2 separate regions of the Sus scrofa genome follow, and region 2 is linked to region 1. A link is a contact called in public Hi-C data. All regions are on one chromosome and are shown on one strand. The core of a region is the stretch at or near the end of the contact, and the rest is flanking DNA. Distances in the headings are between cores, read along the strand shown. Region 1 holds the start of CD14 (CD14 molecule). Region 2 holds the start of DND1 (dead end protein homolog 1).

Region 1 (3,939 bases), core at 470-2,969:
GCTTAAATAGAATGGATCCCCATCCAGCAAGGCCCAGTAACATCTATTGAGTGAATGACACCACGAGCTGTTGTTCAAGATTTTAATGAAGGTGGGGCAGAGGGGTGGTTGGTTGAGTTGTCCTGAGGAGGCTCCCCCGGAGCCACGGCAGTCTGAGCCAGTAATTCCCCTTCCTTGGGCCTTAGGCGAAGCCCCGGGCTCCCTGAAGCAGCGCCAGGGTTCCCGACACCCCCATGGTCAAGGCGGAACGCGCACAGGGTGGGACCACGCCAGAGGCCATCGGGTCTTCCTGGTGCTGGAGGGCTTCAGGATCCATATAGGGATTCCCTTCCAGGGTCAGGTCATCCACGGCGGGCAGCTCCTCTGGCCGCGGCGCTCTGTTCAGCTTGTTGCAGCTGAGATCAAGCACGGTGAGCTTGGGCGGCAGTCCTTTAGGCACTTGCTCCAGCTCAGCGAATGACAAATTGAGAGAGCTCAGGGCGGCAGGCCAGACACACTCCCGGGCGCCCGCGGCGGTGGCGCGCAGCGAGTTGTGACTGAGGTCCAGGCGGTGGGGTTGCACGCCCGCCCCCGCCAGCGCCGCGCACACGCCGCTGGGTGTCTCCATCCCCGCGTTGCGCAGCGCCAGATCCTCGAGGGCCGGGAACTTGCGCGGACAGAGAGCTGCAGTCAGCCCGCGCTCGCCCAGCCCGGGATTGTCAGATAGGTCCAGGGTGGTGAGAGCCGGGAAGGCGCGAAGCTGGGCGCACGGAAAGGCAAGCGAGCTTGCTTGCGCCACTTTCAGTACCTTGAGGCTTGGCTGGAGCCACTGCTGCAGTTCGCCGAGCCAGGCACCTCCGGTGGCCCACGACACATTACGGAGTCTGAGGGTGGTGAGCGCAGGTCCCGGCGTTTCCTGAAGCGGCGGCGGTACCTGGCCGGTTACCTCCAGGTCCTCGAGCGTCAGTTCCTTGAGGCGGGAGAACCCGAGCGCATGCAGGACCAGGGCCAGAATCTGAGCAGGAACCCGCGCAGCGCCCACCGTGAGTCGCCGCAAGCGCAGCGCCTTGAGCATGTCCGCGTACTGCTTCGGGTTGGCGCTGGCGCTCTTTAAAAGGAACTCTTCCAGGCTCCGGCCGCCGCCGCGGATCTCCACCTCGACGGCAGCCACGCACTGCAGGGCGCTGGACCAGTCCGGCTGCGGATGCGTGAAGTTGCAGACGCAGCGGACGTCTTCGTCGTCTATTTGGCAGGGCTCCGGGGTGGCCGCAGACACACGCAGCAGGGGCAGCAGCAGCAGCAACGGGCAGGGCAAGCGCACCTGGAAAGAGAGGGGAGGTTAGCGCCGCTCGCTCCTGCGGGTCCTGAGGTTCCTCGAGCAGCCCTCGTGCACACACTCACCATGGTCGATAAGGTCCTCAAAGCCTCTGCGTCTCCCGCCGGCTCTCGAAAGGGCTGTGGCTCCTTTAACCGCGGCACTCCCTGGCTTCCAGGCTCCACAAACGCTATCTGTCCTCACTCTTTGGCAGACTTTGGGGGTTTGTGTAATCCGGGGGGTGTCACTCTGTTCCCTACTCTTTGAACTCTGCCACCTCCCACCTCTCTTCCTCCCAACCACCCACGTTCGCTACACTTCTGCGAAATTTTGCAATGAGGGATGTTGCCTGCCTGACGCAGCAGGAGTGGGGCCCTAACCGGAAGGATCTTGCAAGGCCTCTAGAATCCTTGGCACTAGGCAGTGTGCCCTGATGACTCATGCGCCCCCGGGCTTGTCCGGGATGGGGAAAGGAAGATCCCGAGTGCCTCAGGCCAGGGCTCTTGGTCCCCTGCCGGTATCCTCGAGACTCAAACCCAGGGAGTTTCCTTAACTTTTCCCTCGTCGTGGTGGTTGCTATTAACCTCCTGTCGCCCAAGTCCGACTTCCTGAAAATCCTCAGATATTTAACTGGCGATTTTGTGGAAGAGATTGCGGACTTCATGTATCGACTCTAAGGCTAGAATTAGGTTCTGAGAGAATAAAGTTGATCTGAAGAACCACTTCTCCCCTCTCCTTATTTGACTGACAAGGTCTTTGTGTTTATTTAGAAAGGAATAGCTTTCTTTTTCTTTTTCAATTGAAGTATAGTTGATGTATGCTGTTATATGTCACAGGTATACAATAGAGTGATGCACAATTTTTAAAGTAACAGCTTTCTTAAAAGTAGAGGTGTTGGAGTTCCTGTGGTGGCACAGCAGAAATGAATCCGACTAGGAACCATGAGGTTGAAGGTTCGATCCCTGGCTTTGCTCAGCGAGCGGGTTAAGGATCCGGCTTTGCAGTGAGCTGTGGTGTAGGTCGCAGACACGGCTTGGATCCTTCATTGTTGTGGCTGTGGTGCAGTCCGGCAGCTGTAGCTCTGATTTGACCCCTAGCCTGGGAACCTCCATATGCCTCAGATGCGGCCCTGAAAAGCAAAATAAAGAAATAAATAAAGAAACGAATAAATAAAGTGGAGATGTAAAACTGAGACATACTGGCCAAGGTCCTCGATCTCTTATTTTCCACATCCTCATCCTGAAACTGAGAAATGAGATATTTCTAATATAATTTTCCCACATGCACCTAGCTTTCTCCTACCGAGCACAATTCCTACATTCTAGCAAAGAAAAGCTAGACCTGTGTTGAGTGAGGATTAATTAGTAACTCATCTTTTTGTTTGTTTTTGGCTCTACCCGAGGCCCGCGGAAGTCCCCACAGCAGTGACCCGAGCCACAGCAGTGACAATACTGGATCCTTAACCCACTGAGCCAACCAGAACTCCCAGTACCTCACCTGTATTCTCACATGGAAAACAAAAAACAAAAAACAAAAAACACCGCCAAGTGTCCCAGAGGGTGGGGAAGTGTTACTGAACCAGGTTTGTTTGCCCAACAGGCAGTAAGCCAAACACGAGATGCTGAGATTTGCAGCAGAGAAAGTTGATTCATGAGGCATCCAAGTGAGGAGCAAGGAGAACAAGTCTCAGATTCGCCTTCCAGAAAGCTCGGGTCTTGGGATACTTATGGGTAAAGGGTATAATTTGGTTAGCGGCACAGGGGAAGGTGATTGTGAACAGGAAAAGGGTGAGGTAACTGTTACTTTGCTCAGGTTTTCTGTCTTTCTTCCTTCCTTTCTTTCTTTCTTTCTTTCTTTCTTTCTTTCTTTCTTTCTTTCTTTCTTTTCTTTTCTTTTTTTTTTGTCTTTCGTCTTTTTAGGGCGGTACCCATAGCGTCTTCATGGATGCTAGTCAGATTCGTTTCCGCTGAGCCACCAGGGGAACTCCTAGAGGTAGTCTTGAATGTTCCCTTTAGAATGTGTTAGGCGACGTTCCTGTCCTGACTCAGCGGTTAACGAACCCGAGGACGCGGGTTCCATTCCTGGCCTCACTCAGTGGGTTAAGGATCCAGCATTGCCGTGAGTTGTGGTATAGGTAGCAGAGGCGGCTCGTATCTCGCATTGCTGTGGCTGTGGTGTAGGCAGGCGGCTACAGCTCCGATTAGACCCCTACCCTGGGAATCTCCACATGCCGCGGGTCCGGCTCTGGAAAAGACAAAAACAAAAACAAAAACCCCCCCAAAACAAAAAACCAATGCGTTAGGCGTCCTTGTGGCCAGAGGCGGTCGGCGTCCAGCTTCCCTGGGTCTGAGGCAGAGAAACCTGAGACCAAGGCTACTCAGAATTCGCTGGGTTCTCCGCCCAGGGCCCACCCCTCCCAGCCGTCTCCAGCCTCCCCCCGCCCTGGCCTGGCCCCAGTTCTCTCTTTGCATCTTCTCTCTCTCGGTCCTTCCCACCCTCCCTTCGCCCCGCCCTGCCCGTGGTCCAGCCTCCTGGTTCCGCCCCGCCTCCACCTCGCTCGGCGCCCCGCCTCCACCTCGCTCGGCGCCCCGCCTCCACCTCGCTCGGCGCCCCGCCTCCACCTCGCTCGGCGCCCCGCCTCCACC
Region 2 (3,921 bases), core at 1,208-3,707, 38 kb after region 1:
ACAGGCTCTGCTACTTGCTCAGGCTGCCTACGGAGAGGATGAGGTCACTGCTGAACCATGGTACCTGCCTCAGCCACAGCGGACCGCAGGAGGCTGGCCCCAGATTCACTCAGCGTCTCCAAAAGCCGCGCAGACACAGCCTCCTTGGCCACCTCATGCCCATCCTGCCCATCTGAGGCCAGCACCACCCAGATGAGGCCACTGAACGGCACTGGATGCCCAGGGATCACCACCTGGTACCAGAAGTGGTGCCAGGTAGCAGGGCCTGTGCCCAGACACTTGGTGAGGAACACTGGGGTGCCCAGCTTCATCCGTTGGCACAGCAGCTGCAGGGCGGCCCGAGCCCCTTGGGACTCTAGCTTGTCCCTGGCCAGGGCCAACTGGCTGCCCTCAGACTGTAGGCACCGCAGCGATGGACCCATGAGTTGCTGGCGGAGCCGCTGCTTCAGGTCTGGCTTGAGCCACTCCACTGCCACCTGCTCTCCACAGAGGTGTGACTGCCCTGCAGGAAAAAGGGGGACAGGTCGGGTCTAAGCCCTAGGGCCCAACATCTCCCCCACCCACGTGCACCTCTGTGAGTCCTTTGGAGCCACACAGGCCTGTTTAATTTCCAGCAGCCCCATGTCCTGGTGGTTGGATCTCAGGCAAGTTAAATAACTTCTCTAGGACTCATTGTGCTTATTTACAAAAGAACCATAATACCTACTATCTTCAGTTTCCCTGGAGTACTGGCCGAGGCAGGCTCTGACACCTCATAACCATCACAATAGCTAACCTTTACCTTGAACACTAGCCGAGAACTAGAGAATGTGTTAAGTGCCGATCAATTCTCACAGCTGTGTGAGGAAATAGCTTAGCTTCGGTGGTGGGCAAGAGGTAGGCTCAGCTGGAATGCCTTGGGCAAGCGAGTGTTTTAAATATCTAAAGAGGAAGAGCATTCTGTGTTCAGCTTAGTTAAGCGGTGGTTGGCAGCATCAGTGGAGATTCAGGGGGAGGTCAAATAGTTTCCGTCGCCCCTTCGGGTGGGCCTGACCCGAAGGCCTGGCAACTAGAACCCGCGATGCCAACCTATGCTCCAGTGCAAAGGTAGAATGTCCGCAGAACGTGTCTGGCCCCAACCAGCGACCCCCGCAGTCTCCACCCCTACCTTCCACCAGGGCCTTTTTGGCCATGGCTGCGGCGCGGTGGGAGCTGAACTTGAGCAGCGCGATCTGCGCGGGCGCCGGCCCGGGGCTGGGCAGCAGCAGCGCCTCCTGCAGGCCGGGCCCCAGCGGCTGCAGCGCGAGCAGCAGCGCGCGGCGGCTCAGGCCCGGCGGCAGCCCGTCCACGCTCAGCTCGCACTTCTCGGTGCTGCGGCACACGAGCAGCGGGCAGGACGGCCGCAGCGGGTGGTTGTGCAGCGTGGCGATGGCGGCCTGGGCGCCGCGCCGCGAGCTGTAGCGGGCGTAAGCGAAGCCGCGGTTCAGGCCGCTGAAGGTCATCATCAGGCGAAACTCGTAGAGGCGGCCCACGCGCTGGAACAGTGGGATCAGCTGGTGCTCGTACACGTCCTGGGGCAGCCGCCCGATGAACACCTCCGACCCGGCGGGCGGCGGGCTGCCCACCCATCCTGGCGGAAAGGGGTGGAGAGGGGCGCCGTCACCCCCCCGGAAGGTTCTGAGGACGCGGCTCAGGGACCCGGCGTGGGAGGGGTAAGTCGTGCACGTCCGTGAAATGGGTACAACCCCACCGGGCCGCTGGTGTTAAGTAGGTGGGTGACTTGAGCTAACAGCGGGGAGGGCACCTTAAGGCAGGCTTCCTTCCTCGAGGGGGCGGGCGGCTTGGGACCCACGGACAAGAAGTTCATCTGCTTGGGGCGGGGCCTGCAACGGGTAATTCGGGGTTCCTGACGGTGGCGCCCAGCCCCTCCCCCAGGCGCCGCGGGTCGGGGCCGTCGAGGCTGCCTTAGGCGGCCCCGCAGGCGAGGGGGCCGGGACTAGCATACCTGGCGGTGGCCCGCCGTACTTCCTCTGCCCGTTCACCTGCACCAGGCGGATGCCCGTCTCCCTGACCCACGCCTCCAGCGCCGCCTTGTTCTCTGGATTCACCCTCTCACACCACAGCTGGGGGGGAAAGGGCAGGTTGGAGGGGCGGACCGCCGCGCCCGCCCCACCTCGCGGGGGATGCCGCGGACGCAGCGAGCCCCGGGCAGCCGAGCACTTACCTCACACTCCCGCTTGGACTGCATGGCTCTCCCGCCGGCTCGCCCGTGCCCCCTTTATAACCTCCGCCCTGTCGGCCTATCTGGAAGCTTCCCCACGCCTCCACCCCCCCAGGCGCTCATTGGCTCAGGGCACGACCCCGCCTCTCAAGGGGGTGGGGGGACCCGCCGCACGTGCGCCTCGGGAACCTCCGACTCGCAGGTGGAAGCCGGAGACCCCGGCGGGTGGGTCTCCGGGCGGCCCCACCTCCTAGGAAACGGATCGAGAGGCCGCCGCAGCGCGGACGCCGGAGGCGAGCCCGCCGGGCCTTCTCTAAGTGACGCGCCCCGTTTTCCACCTCAGAAGTGGTCGCACTGGGAGGCCCGGGCTCTGACAGGGAAGGCGGGGCGAGGCAACAGTGACACAGGCCGGCTCCAGTGGTTGAGGCATTTTATTGGACCTTAGGCGGCTGGCTGTGGGCCCTGCGGCGGCGGAGACCAGGTCGGGCCTCAGGCGCACACGCAGGGCTAAGCCCCCAGGGCCTCATGTGGAAAATGGTGTAGCAGCGGGCCCTTCGTGCCTGTGATTATCAATAAAATAATCGTAATAAAAATGTCTCCGTTCTGACCACTCTTCGGGTCTTCCTGCTGGAACAGAAGTGTGCCAGGCTGTTGAATTCAGTACTTTTGCAGAGTTTTGTTTTCGCTGTAAGTCGTGCCAGTCCCACGTTCCTCGGGTGGTTGGCTTTACTCAGCAGGTGCAAGAGGGCTGGCTCGTTCTCCTTTTGATTTCCTCCACGAGGTCTTCCCTGCGGACGTCCACCTGGCCGGGACGGAGGGACAAGGTGGTGTGCGCATCCTCTGCTGGCTGAGGGCCCCCGCCCTCTCCAGCGTCAGGCCTGGCTCAGCTGGGAGCGGGAACCCAATCAAACACCTCAGGGGAGACAGTGCTTCTTGGGGGGCAGAGAGACAGAGGGCAGAGGTGGGGAGGGAGAGTTTACCCTCCCATGATCACAGGGCCAACTGAACCCTTGGGTCCTTTCCAAGTGGGCGCTGAGAGGAATGCCGCGCTTTTGCTCCGGTCTTGAATGGGCCTGGGCCTGGGCCTGGGCCTGCCCGAATGGTACACGGCCCGGGTCCTGCAGCCTCCCTGCCCGCGACTTACCTCTTCCCTGCTGGTCACTGAGCGCAGCTTGACGACCCCGTCCTTGAGTTCCTGCTCACCGATGATGGCCACCAGTGGGATGCCCGCCTCCTCACAGTACTGCAGCTGGTTCAGTAACTTGGGGTTCTTCTTGTAGAGCAGCTCTGCCTGCAGGGGACCGGGGAACGAGATGAAAGCTGCCTCCTGCAGTCCTCAGGGACAACCTCCTTGGGGCCCAAGCTGGCCTTCACCCTGAGTAGTCACAGTAATGGCAGGACCGCCATGGATAAGCTTTCATTTCCTTTGTACCCAGTGTGCCCTGGACTGCTGCCACTCTGGGGCTTGCCTCCTCTACCTTGATGCCAGCATCCCAGAGCTCTGAGACCAGCTTCAGTCTCTCCTCCAGCAGCTTCTTCTGTGCAGATGCCACAAGCACCTGTGTCTCTGTGGTCCGGACCTTCTCCTCCAACGCCTAGGAAAGAAGCAGTTAAGAAGGAGCTGGGCTATCCTTTCAAGACCTTCAGTGGGCAAACGGAGCAGGCTCTTGTCAGGATTCTGAGCCCAGGCCCAACTCTGCCAGAGCAAGCCAGTCTTCTCA

Evidence for each region. Hi-C and Micro-C count contacts between places; a contact is called where the count stands out from the background.
Region 2: a contact with region 1 is called in a Hi-C map of liver, with 3 times the contacts expected there. The contact joins the promoter of DND1 here to the promoter of CD14 in region 1. A contact is called at or near these places in 2 of 47 Hi-C or Micro-C datasets (heart right ventricle and liver) and 1 of 2 datasets of contacts at active chromatin or transcription factors (alveolar macrophages).

The regions. Positions count from the first base shown.
Region 1 is chr2:142,347,967-142,351,905 of Sscrofa11.1, forward strand. It overlaps CD14 (CD14 molecule), which reads right to left and starts at 1,720. Exons shown (of 2, transcript NM_001097445.2): 1 at 1,381-1,720; 2 at 70-1,300. The coding sequence starts at 1,383. The coding sequence ends at 182.
Region 2 is chr2:142,384,950-142,388,870 of Sscrofa11.1, forward strand. It overlaps DND1 (dead end protein homolog 1), which reads right to left and starts at 2,458. Exons shown (of 4, transcript XM_003124043.4): 1 at 2,204-2,458; 2 at 1,985-2,102; 3 at 1,148-1,609; 4 at 1-502. The coding sequence starts at 2,227. The coding sequence ends at 45. It overlaps HARS (histidine--tRNA ligase, cytoplasmic), which reads right to left. Exons shown (of 12, transcript XM_021084891.1): 10 at 3,679-3,795; 11 at 3,345-3,491; 12 at 2,614-3,002. The coding sequence ends at 2,931.